Linked DNA regions of Anser cygnoides: region 2 is linked to region 1. The links are chromatin contacts, called in public Hi-C maps. All regions are on one chromosome and are shown on one strand. Each heading gives the region's core, a stretch centred on a gene start, on an enhancer-like site or on the middle of the called end of the contact. The rest is flanking DNA. Distances are from core to core; before and after follow the strand shown.

Region 1 (5,085 bases), core at 1,427-3,926:
GGGTAACTGCAGGCCAAGTCAATGTCTTCCTGAAAGGGCTGTGAAAAATAAACCTCTGTCCTCTTGGCTGCTGCCACCGAGTCCTACATACCATGCTTACTGTTGCCTTCTACAAAGTCCTTAGTGGAATTAAAATCATCAGGATTCTTATGAAGGTATGTTTCAATATTTTCTTTCAAATACCAGGATTTGTTTTCATCAAACACCATAAACAGGAGAGTAAATTCACGATTAATGTCTTTCCTCAAACCATTTTCATCCAAAATTCCTTTTCTGCAAACTACAAGAGGCCCAATGAGACCGCTGTATGTGTCCTGAAATGAAATAAATATATTACAGATGTTCTAGTTCATCCGATTATGAAAAAAGTACAAAAAAATCTACACATTAAATAAAGATGAAATTCCATTTTCCTATTAGGGGAGAAAAAAATCATTACTATATCTGATTAGACATATTTTTCTTTGGACACGTTACTCCCAAAATTTAATGTCCTTGTGTTAATGTAACAAAGCAATGTTTTGTCTTTACCCAAAAATCCCTTCAACTACTCTTTGAGAAGGGAATCACATTACCATAGTGTATCCCTGAGGATTTTAGTAGGTCATATTACCCAAGCATATGCAACTGTTACCAAAGACAACAAAGCATCTAGCTCTGTAAAGCCTTCCTCAAACCTGTGGTCCTTGCAGAAATGAGAACCAGGATGCTTTCAGAGACATTACACAAGATAGCATACTTTATCTGAAACTAGCTAATCTTTAATTGACCATTTCTTGGTTACCTTTACAAAATTTACTGTTGAATAGTAAACCCAAGTGATACAGTTTGGATCTGTTTTACCAGGGCCGGATCGCTCTGGAACATTCCACCTGTAGGTGTTTATTTCCCCTGAAAAAAAAAAAGAGTTTTACCAAGAACAGCTGGGTATTAGAGGCTTTGAGCAGTATGTAACTGAGACCCACTACCCTCCTCATCAAAAAATGATCTGCATTAAAGCTATCTGTGGAAGCATGCAGGAATGGCATGCGGATGTGTTTCTGCATTCCAGGAGGTTGGCAAGGTTCCAGTGGTGTAAACGAAGGCAGATATCACCTGTGAAAGGAGATCTGCAGATGGTGCTGCAACCTGTGGCAAGGGGGAGCAGAGATTCCCTAACCTCTAATTCTAAAAAAAAAAAAAACCACAAATTTGATGGGGAAATTATCTGCTTGGGTGAGAATCAGTTCTCTGTATTGAACATAAACACACCTACACTCAGATGAATTGTCTGTGCTGTGTTTCCCCATTTTTAATTGAATAATTATTTATTTGCTGGTGCTCCAGCAAAAAAAGGCAGGAGGCCAAAAAGTGGTCAACACCTTGTCCTTCCACGTGCTGGACAAATGCTGAAAGACTCTGTCTCTTCCCCAGAATTATTCCAGGGTGACAAAACCCAAGAACACCTGGTAATGTGATACAAGTCAGGGGAAAAAAAGGAAATCCCGGAACTGTTGGCCATGGTCTTGGTACAGCCACAACCCAAAAGCTGCCAATGGCTGTGGACATTGGAGCAAAGCAGAGTTTTCAAGCTTAAATGGCTGTGAATTGTCTGAGCTATCTTTGTGTCACTGAGCCACTGCACAATTTTGGTAGTTCATGCAATAGTGGGTGTTACGGTGTGGCAATAACTACGAAAAGAAAAGAAAAAAAAAAAAAAACAAAGAAAGAAAAAAGAAAAAAAAAAGATGACGCTCAAATATCATATTATATAGCATGAGTCTCATGTAAATGATGCAATACCACTTAATCTTACAAGCACCTTCTGTACATTACAGCGTGGGTTTATTGACTTTGCAGAGTTCAAAAAGGCTTTTACAGCACAAGACTACAGTAGTAGGACAGAAAACACCACCAAGAAACCTATCAATCTCAGACGCATTCTTGCCCTGGAGACATACACCAAGGAAGAATTTGTCATCCACCTTTATCTAACCTACGCGCCATCTTCCCTTTTTTTGAAGGGCTGATGTGAGAAGAGAGCCAGGCCATGGTCCTGTGCAACTTCCTTGTTCCTTACTCCTCCCTTTGGGATATTTGGAGGCTGTAGGGAGAGAGATCTCCACTCTACTTCAAACCCAAGGTACTTCAGATGGCATCAATGTTCCATGTTTGAAGCGCAAGTGAAGTGTGTCCCATGAAAGGACTGATAAAAAAGATGAAAATGGATGTTTTCTCCCTTTTTTTCTCCTGGTTAAATAGAGGAGTAGAGGGGACAAAAAGAGGGGAGGGGACAAAGCTGTGGCAGCTGAGAACTATTTGTGGCTTAGGCAGCCAGGGATCTACTCCCTGCATGTCTTTACCATACCCTACACAGTCTTGTTAGGAGCTGGCAGCACTTTGGGGAGCACAAGGGTAGCAGGACATCAATCTGATCGATGACAGCTTCGGGATTTAGTAGGACTGGACGGGATCTGGTGAGCTGGGCCCAGGGTGAGCAGTGAGCATGGCCTGGGGGAGCCAGCGAGGGCCTCTAGGTGCTGGGGGGAGTGAAGTGCCCAGGCATTATTCTGGTTTTGAGGGATTTGTTCTCCTTGTTGACCGCTGCTTCCAAACACCTAAGGAGTACATCCTTAGATCTTGCTTAGTCTTTTCCCCTGGCTTCGTGGACACCTTCCCTAGCTCATGCCAAGCCTGCTCCCGTGTGGGCACAGGAGACATTACAGCAGCGAACCCAGCATTGCACCTCAACCATCGACAGATGGGGTGTACAGTGAGGAAGAGGCAGAATTAACGTTGCTGACTGCAACTCTCCCCAAGTTCCCAGTTTTAAAACTTTGTTTGAGCATCAGTCTGGAGCTAAAAGCTGGTTTAGGCTTCACCTGGCCATGATTATGGGCCTGCTTCTGCATTTTTGGAGGTTGTCCAGTGATACTACATTCCTGCTTCTACCCCTGATAGGAACAAAGGCTCGTTCTTTGCCCCAACATGCTCACTTGGTCAAGAACCTACATGCACAACAACACAGAGAATCATATCTGAATAAATGTTGAGCGTGTTATGCCTGGGAGAACATATAGGTATGAATAAGCTTGAAAGAGGGATCATTCCTGCGTTAAAATGCTTTTATATACGGCGTTTGTAGCTCAAAGAAAAAAAAATATGAGCAGCCTTACCTGGGAGGGTAATTGGTGTCTCAGGTTGTTCTTCACAACCCACTTCTTCTACACCGTGTGCACTCACTGAATAAGGCCTGCTGGCTTTGTTCTTAAACACGATCAGCACAGAGTCACCAACCTCGGCATGGAGTAATGGCCCTAAATTAAAGCAGAAGACGCCAGTGATTAATGCTGCTCTTCTGAATTTCAACAATCTTCCAATGGCTTGGCCTCGGAAAGGAGCCATGGGCTCTCAAAACCTTTAGGCTTCTCTCTCCTTTCAACAAAGCAATCAAAACCAATCTGCTATCTCAGCTGATGAAAAATTACGTATATGTACATAATTTTTTTTCTTTTTTTTGCCAGTCAGAATAATATCACTCTGGAAATAGGTCTCTGGACAGCTTGTTTTTCAGGAAAAATTTTGTTCATAACTTTCAAAATTGTGTTTCCTAAAGTGGTAATAGCTTTTTTTTTTTTTTTTTCCTAGAGCATTAAAATATTTTTTTTCAGTATTGTACTAGGGAGTATTGACTATTTTATGTTCAGTTTTTGCCTACTTCTCATCCCATGAAAAACAGGAGCTGATGCTTATTTTATGACATATAAAATTTTGTCTTGTCCAATTTCAGGTACTAATCTAGTCCCTTAATATTGAATTAATCTACCTACAAAAGCTTCCCCCATAATACATGCTTTGATGTTAAGGTGAATCCTGGAATTTAGATTTTTGCATCCTCCCTGTTAGTTCTCCTTCAGAAACTCCTTATTACATGCTTGGGAATAAATCATCTCATTTGGAAAGCATCTTTACACTCAGCAGTTATACAGACTGGTTGTAAAATCACTGATCGCCCAGAATAGGCATCAATGTTACCTCTTTTCTTTGTTAACAAAGCTGTAAAATCTCTTTTATTTTGGAAATCAACCCTCTCATTTATTATGCTCAGTCTGTGAGCCATGAGAGCTACTTGCCCAGGATTTCCAGGTGTTCCTCCTCCTCTGTCCGCACTTTGTGCTGTGTAAAATTGCCATTCGTGTACTCCCTGTAAACCACCTTCTTGTATTTTGTACCTATTAGGTCTTCCCCTTGGCTCAGAAAAATGTGCCCGTAACTGCAAAATAAAAAGGCAAAAATTAAAAGTGCTAAAACTTACGTATCTAAAAGCTGGTAAATGTTGTGTTATTCATAGTAGGTGTGACAAGAATATACAGCTTGGTCCAGCGTGGTGATTGAGGGGAAGCCCTATGTGCTGCAAGAGGTTTTGTACAGCAAGTAATAACAGTGATAATCCTCAGTAAATGCACGCTGTCTTCAAACAAGTACAACCGGGGATATATTGTACTCACCACAAACATTTAGGGACACAAATCCTTCAGCAGAGCTGACAAACCAGAAAAGAAGTTCAAGCTACGTGTGGCTTTGGCCTCTCACCCCAGTGCTTCCTCCACCCCAACAAAAGACACAATCTTTCCCTGCAGACCTGGATCCTGGTACCACGATGCCTTCTTTCACTGGCTCGGATATTAGTCTTATCACGGATATTATGGGCCAGCAGAGGACACTCGCATCCTCTCCTCTGAGCTTGCTGCCTCCTGGCTTCCCTTCTCCAAGCTCCCTCTGGCAGCAGAGTTACAAGGCTGGCTCACAACATAAAAAATACAGGCAACAAGTGCCCACTTGCGTGGCTCACTCTAGTGAAATACTGTGCATACAGCAGCAGCCTTTTGACAGTGATGTTTTTTGACAGTTAATATTTTCTTTAGGCACTCCTCTGTATCTTCAGGTATATTTTCTGCTGACTCCACCGTACTCATGCTTTTCTACAGGGTGCAGCTTCCCAGCCACAATTTCCAGGTTTGTTTTTGGTTTTGTTTTTTTAAATATGTTCTTTTCTCCTTCATTTATGTATTTATCCACTTATTCATTTATTTCACCAAAACAGTG
Region 2 (5,085 bases), core at 1,055-3,554, 100 kb after region 1:
TCAAAATGGGAAAATGGTGCTAAAGCAACTAGTCCGTCCACTTGTCCATATAGTTAATTTGCCGCTGGTCAGCATGTAGACATTCATTTCTGGAACATGATGTCTCATATTTCAATGTCAACGTAATAACAGCATAAATGAGCTTCACATTTCAGTTCCTATGTAACCAAGCTAGGACTGAGCAGCAACCAGCTCTCCATGACCAAACTGGAAGTTTAGAATCCAGCACATACAGAAATACTTCATACTCAGCTATCTCCATCTGAACTAAATCCTCCTCAATGACCACTTCCTGTTTCAATTCCTCCCTTGAAAGAAACTCTGCTTAATAAGTTAACAATTTACTAGTTTCTTCATTAAATGCATTGTAAAGTGGGTGAGAGCTTTCTTATGGTGGTTGCTCCTTCCCACCATGCAGAAAAATAAATTACTTCTATATCAAAAACGGTTTTCTAGTTTTCTGTCTTAAGACAAATTCGGTTTTCTGTCTTAAACCTGTAAAGCAGAACTTGAATACTCCCTGCCATTGCAGCATCAATTTACAACTAGAAAGATTCAAACATTTTCATACTTACTTGCATATCTGTTCATATCCTTGAGAAGTTATTAGAACTTTAACACTGGATTCATAAACATCATTTATGTTTGACCAGTGGGCCTGAATCTGAGGATCCTCAATACGGCTAGCCAGACTGTCAATGGTTCGAGCAGTTCTAGAAGAGAGAGACACATTCCACCCAAAATAATCTTGCCAGTTCATGTTTTTTTTTTTTTTTTTTTTTTTTTAAAAAAAGGAAGTGTGTAGATTATGAGTTTGGTTTTCTTTGTGCCACACAAAAAGCTTGCCAGTTTTACAGAGCCATGCAGATGAAAGTTCTATTTCAGCACCATTCAGGTACAAATGAAGCACACTTGTTTACGCAATTTCACACATATTCTGCAGAAATACGGAAGTGGTATTACTCAGTATCAGCTACTGCACAGCAAAGAATACTAAAAAGGATTTATACAGTATAGGGAAAGTAGAGACAACTATCAGCAGTCTACATTACAGCTGTCACAGATCTCAGAGATCTGTTTTTTTTTTTAACTAGTTAAGTGTTGTTTACTCATACTTGATATGTTATTTGTTCTTAGTACTTCAAAATAAAGAATCAAGAAGTAGCTAGTTTTAAGAACACTGAAAAAAGATCAGTTGTGTTTTACATAGATATACTTTATCACAACTTTAACAAGAATAGCCTGTGACCTACCTGCGTCTCAGAAAAATGTGTTTTGCCTGCTTTATTATCTTCTCCAAAAGTCCTTCGTTTGACTGTAAAGCACTGATTTCATTTTTATCAAAAGCCTGGGGTCCTGCTAGTCTCATTCTCTTATGGCCGAAAGGTGCACTAGCTGGATGTGGCATCACTGTTGAGCTCAGGGTTTGCTTGTGACACTGCAAACAAACAACAGCTGTTGTAAGAGAAAGTGCAACTGCAAGAAGCAGTATGTATACTACAACATTCTGTTTCACACTGAGTCTTAGAAGTGTACATACTTTCACAAAGTGTACCTTTTCTGACTTCATAAGCTTGACAGCGGTTTACATAAAAACAGCTTTCTAATCACACTTTGCCTCCCTGTTTAGGCACGTCTTTCAAACCTTGATGAAAGGAGAAACTGATTTAAAACAAAAAAGTTACCAGCTAAGAAAAATTTGGTAGTATAGCAGTAGCTCCCACTAACAAGTCTGCAGTCTAAAACTAAAGGAAGCATTTTAGAGATGAAAACTGAGGTACAAAAAATTTTAAAATCATGAAACAAAATTCACAACAGAGCTGGGCACTAAGCCAAAGCTTCAAGTCCCTTAGCTCAGTGTTTAAAAACACTGGACAGTTCCGCATAATTTCATCTCTTGTGAAGCCATGCTCTAAGGATATGAACACTCTCAGGAACATGGTTTCACAACTACTTAGATACCTGCAATTTGTCTGATTTGTTCAGGAGGGGAGCACATCTCAACCTCCTACCCCAGGTCCTTCCACTTGATTACATGAGAATCTAAAACACTGAAGCAAGCAGTGGACCTCAAACAAAGCAAAGTTACTATAGTAATTGATTCTTCTTTCCTAACGGGAGTCCCGTCAGAACCAATGCTCAATTCCGGTACTTGACAAACACTCAGACTCAAAGGAAAAAGGGAGCTGTACTGCAAAGACCTCGCACAGCTTTTCTGAAGCAAGCAGCAAGGCCTAAGGTTAACTCCAGAACTACTGTTCCAAGAAAGCATAACTGCAACTCCCCCATCACCCACGCATAGCAGAACTGAGCGGCAGGCTGCCTCACACAAATGGATAGGAGTTTACTGGCCTCTAGTGGCTTTCTGTTGTACTACCTGCGAGCCTGAACAAAAGCCAAAAAAAAACCAAACTCTTCAATACTTGACCATAAACACATTACCTCTCTGATAAGTTGATGCAAATTATGTTCCAGAACATAGAGGTGGTCCTCTGGATTCTGTTTTTCGGCAGCAGACTTTTGTGATTTTTTGTCATTGGAAGAGTGACACAGAGAAATAGACAACTGCAAACCTGCGCAAGCAGATTAAAAAATTAAGGATACTAAAAGTTCTCAAGCCTGCTGCTAAGAACTTCTTATTCTTCACCAACCAACATTCAGCATCTTTTTCTTAAAAAAAGGTTCAAGCAATACAGAAACATTCCCCGTAAGATATAATTAGCTGTATACCCCTTTTTAATCTTAGTTCTTCTGAAAACCCATTAGCTAAGGTCTTAAGTTTCACCTACAAGAAATCCACAGCAGCAATGACACGCACAGCTCCAAACTGCTACGTACACATATCGTTATAGTTGACAACGTTAAATGCTACTGACAAAATAACAAATCAGAAACAAATCATAATCCATACAATAAAATATTTGTAAATTACAAACTGAAATGTATTAGTTCGGTCTTACTATAATTAGAAAGCAAAATTCTTGGAAACTTTTTCAAATTCTTTGAGGAGCAAGATTAACACACTTTTTTTTTTGTTGTTTTGTTTTGCCGTTTTTTTTTTTTTTTTTTTTTTTTTTTTTTAAGTCACATCAAACAGAATTTCAGACTGTATTTAAGCAAATAATCCTACCTGGGAAAGGCTGGGAGATGATCTGGTTTTTCACAACAATGTGAGGAATTTGTGATTTAATTTGAACAGCTTCTCGTGACAGCTGGGCAAAGATTTCTTTACATAAGAGAACGTTCTGTGCAGTCTCCAGTTTTGTCTGCCAGTGTGGAGAACCTTAAAAACATGAATTAATGTTTTCAGAAGAGTAAAGAGAAGCTACCTTTTTTTTTTTTCCCCTCCAGGTATCAGATATTCAGCGGTAGCTGTGAGACGTGGCCTGAATGCAATCATTATAGCAGCAAGGTAGTCATTATCTTCTATCCAAACTGAGTATTTTCCAAAGTTTTATCTGTTAAGCAAGCACTTTTAGATAACACTACTGAATTTTACTTTGTTTTATATGTATATTGAACGTATATATGTACGTATACACATATACGTATATTGTAAATCGCTAGTCCCTTCTGGAACTACCATTATATTCCCAGATCTTCCGTGAATTCTGCTCGTGAACCTCAGTTTCCTAAGTTGCCATTTACTTCTAAAGAAGCTTCTGGCTTTATTTAACTCACTCTGCAAAAACCAACAAAATAATTTTAAATATGTACTTTCAAATTATTTATAGGCCCCAAATTCTTGGAAGATTCTGGTCTATACTGTAGCCTGAATGCTGTATGAAATATCCACATAACATAGCATCATGTCTATGTTCAAAGCAGCACACAGACCACTGTGAAGTAAAATCCTGCCAGAAACAAGTTCTTTCTTTATCCTAAACAACTGAGTTTATAATCCCAAAGGTTTACAGCTACAGATACTGGCGTGTATCAGGTTAACCAAGCTGCTGCCAGTGAGCTGTCAGTAGTTAAGACACGCTGCCCAGCACCTTTCAGATTCAGAGAAAATATGTGAGTCACAGCAACAAATGATTTATTTTGGGCAAAATTAAGAGTGAACAGTCCTTCAGTTCAGTTGAGATAAATGGGCTGTAAGGGGCTGAACCACGGTATCTTGATGTACTTTCAGTTACATGCTCAAGGCACTCCAGTACACTTAAATACAAATTTAGGGATTTTATTTCATAAACTGCATAAACACGTATAAAACATGGAAGGAATACACTTTGAAAATGTCCTGTTTCCAAAGCCCAAGCAGAAAATTTCAGTTTAAGTTAGAATATTTTCGTTCACTCTTCTTTCAAGCTCTGTGCAAGAATTTTCCAGTTTCTTGATAACGTGCTCAGAAAACAACACATAACTATACCTGGTTTTGATTTTGGCATGGGTCTTTTAAAGAGATTTACTGTCCCAAGGTCACCAATGTCTGGAGCTTGTTTCTGAATAGAAACCTACGAGGGGATGAAAAAGAAAAGTGTTTTTTTTTTAATGCTTGTTCTTTGTTGCAAATGTACAATAAACACAAAACCCATGCTAAATTACTAAAGATATTGGCAAACCTTTATATAGGCTGATCCCTCTAAATCACTTGGAATTTGAACATCCAAAGGACAGTAATCCTCAGGTATCTTTTTATCCAGGTCAATATCAGTGTTCTTGATCACCTCAAATGTGCCATGATGAAGAAAAAGGGAACCTAATCAAGGAAGAACAGAGACATGCATATTAGAAACACGGGATCATCCAGGTTGGAAAAGACCTTCAGGATCACCAAGTCCAACCATCACCCTGACCTACTGAGTGCCACCACTAAACCACGTCCCTTAGTGCCACGTCCACACGTCTCTTACATACCTCCAAGGAGTGAACTCCACCTCCCTGGGCAGCCTGTTCCAACGTGAAGGGACCAACACCCTCCTTTCTGCAACCTCCTTTCAGGCAGTTGGAGAGACTGATGAGGTCTCCCCTCAGCCTCCACTTCTCCAGACCAAACACCCCTGGTTCCCTCAGCCGCTCCTCACAACCCTTGTTTTCTTGGCCCTTCACCAGCTTTGTTGCTTTTCTCTGCACACACAGGAG

What was found. A called contact is a pair of places that touch in the nucleus more often than the background predicts.
Region 2: a Hi-C map of granulosa cells shows a contact between it and region 1, with 2.5 times the contacts expected there. The contact joins two enhancer-like sites. A contact is called at or near these places in 2 of 7 Hi-C or Micro-C datasets (granulosa cells and liver).

Annotation. Positions count from the first base shown.
Region 1 is chr1:200,878,620-200,883,704 of Taihu_goose_T2T_genome, forward strand. HEPHL1 (hephaestin like 1) reads right to left here. Exons shown (of 20, transcript XM_048076520.2): 13 at 4,113-4,252; 14 at 3,156-3,296; 15 at 785-891; 16 at 92-314. Among named protein-coding and RNA genes, the nearest start is that of PANX1, 9.0 kb to the left of the region's middle. Within about 2 kb of position 2,677, at least 1 of the 3 cell types and tissues checked has open chromatin away from gene starts, as enhancers often do.
Region 2 is chr1:200,983,442-200,988,526 of Taihu_goose_T2T_genome, forward strand. It overlaps MED17 (mediator complex subunit 17), which reads right to left. Exons shown (of 12, transcript XM_048076505.2): 4 at 4,566-4,702; 5 at 4,373-4,457; 6 at 3,131-3,283; 7 at 2,443-2,573; 8 at 1,254-1,438; 9 at 576-713. Among named protein-coding and RNA genes, the nearest start is that of MED17, 7.1 kb to the right of the region's middle. Within about 2 kb of position 2,305, at least 1 of the 3 cell types and tissues checked has open chromatin away from gene starts, as enhancers often do.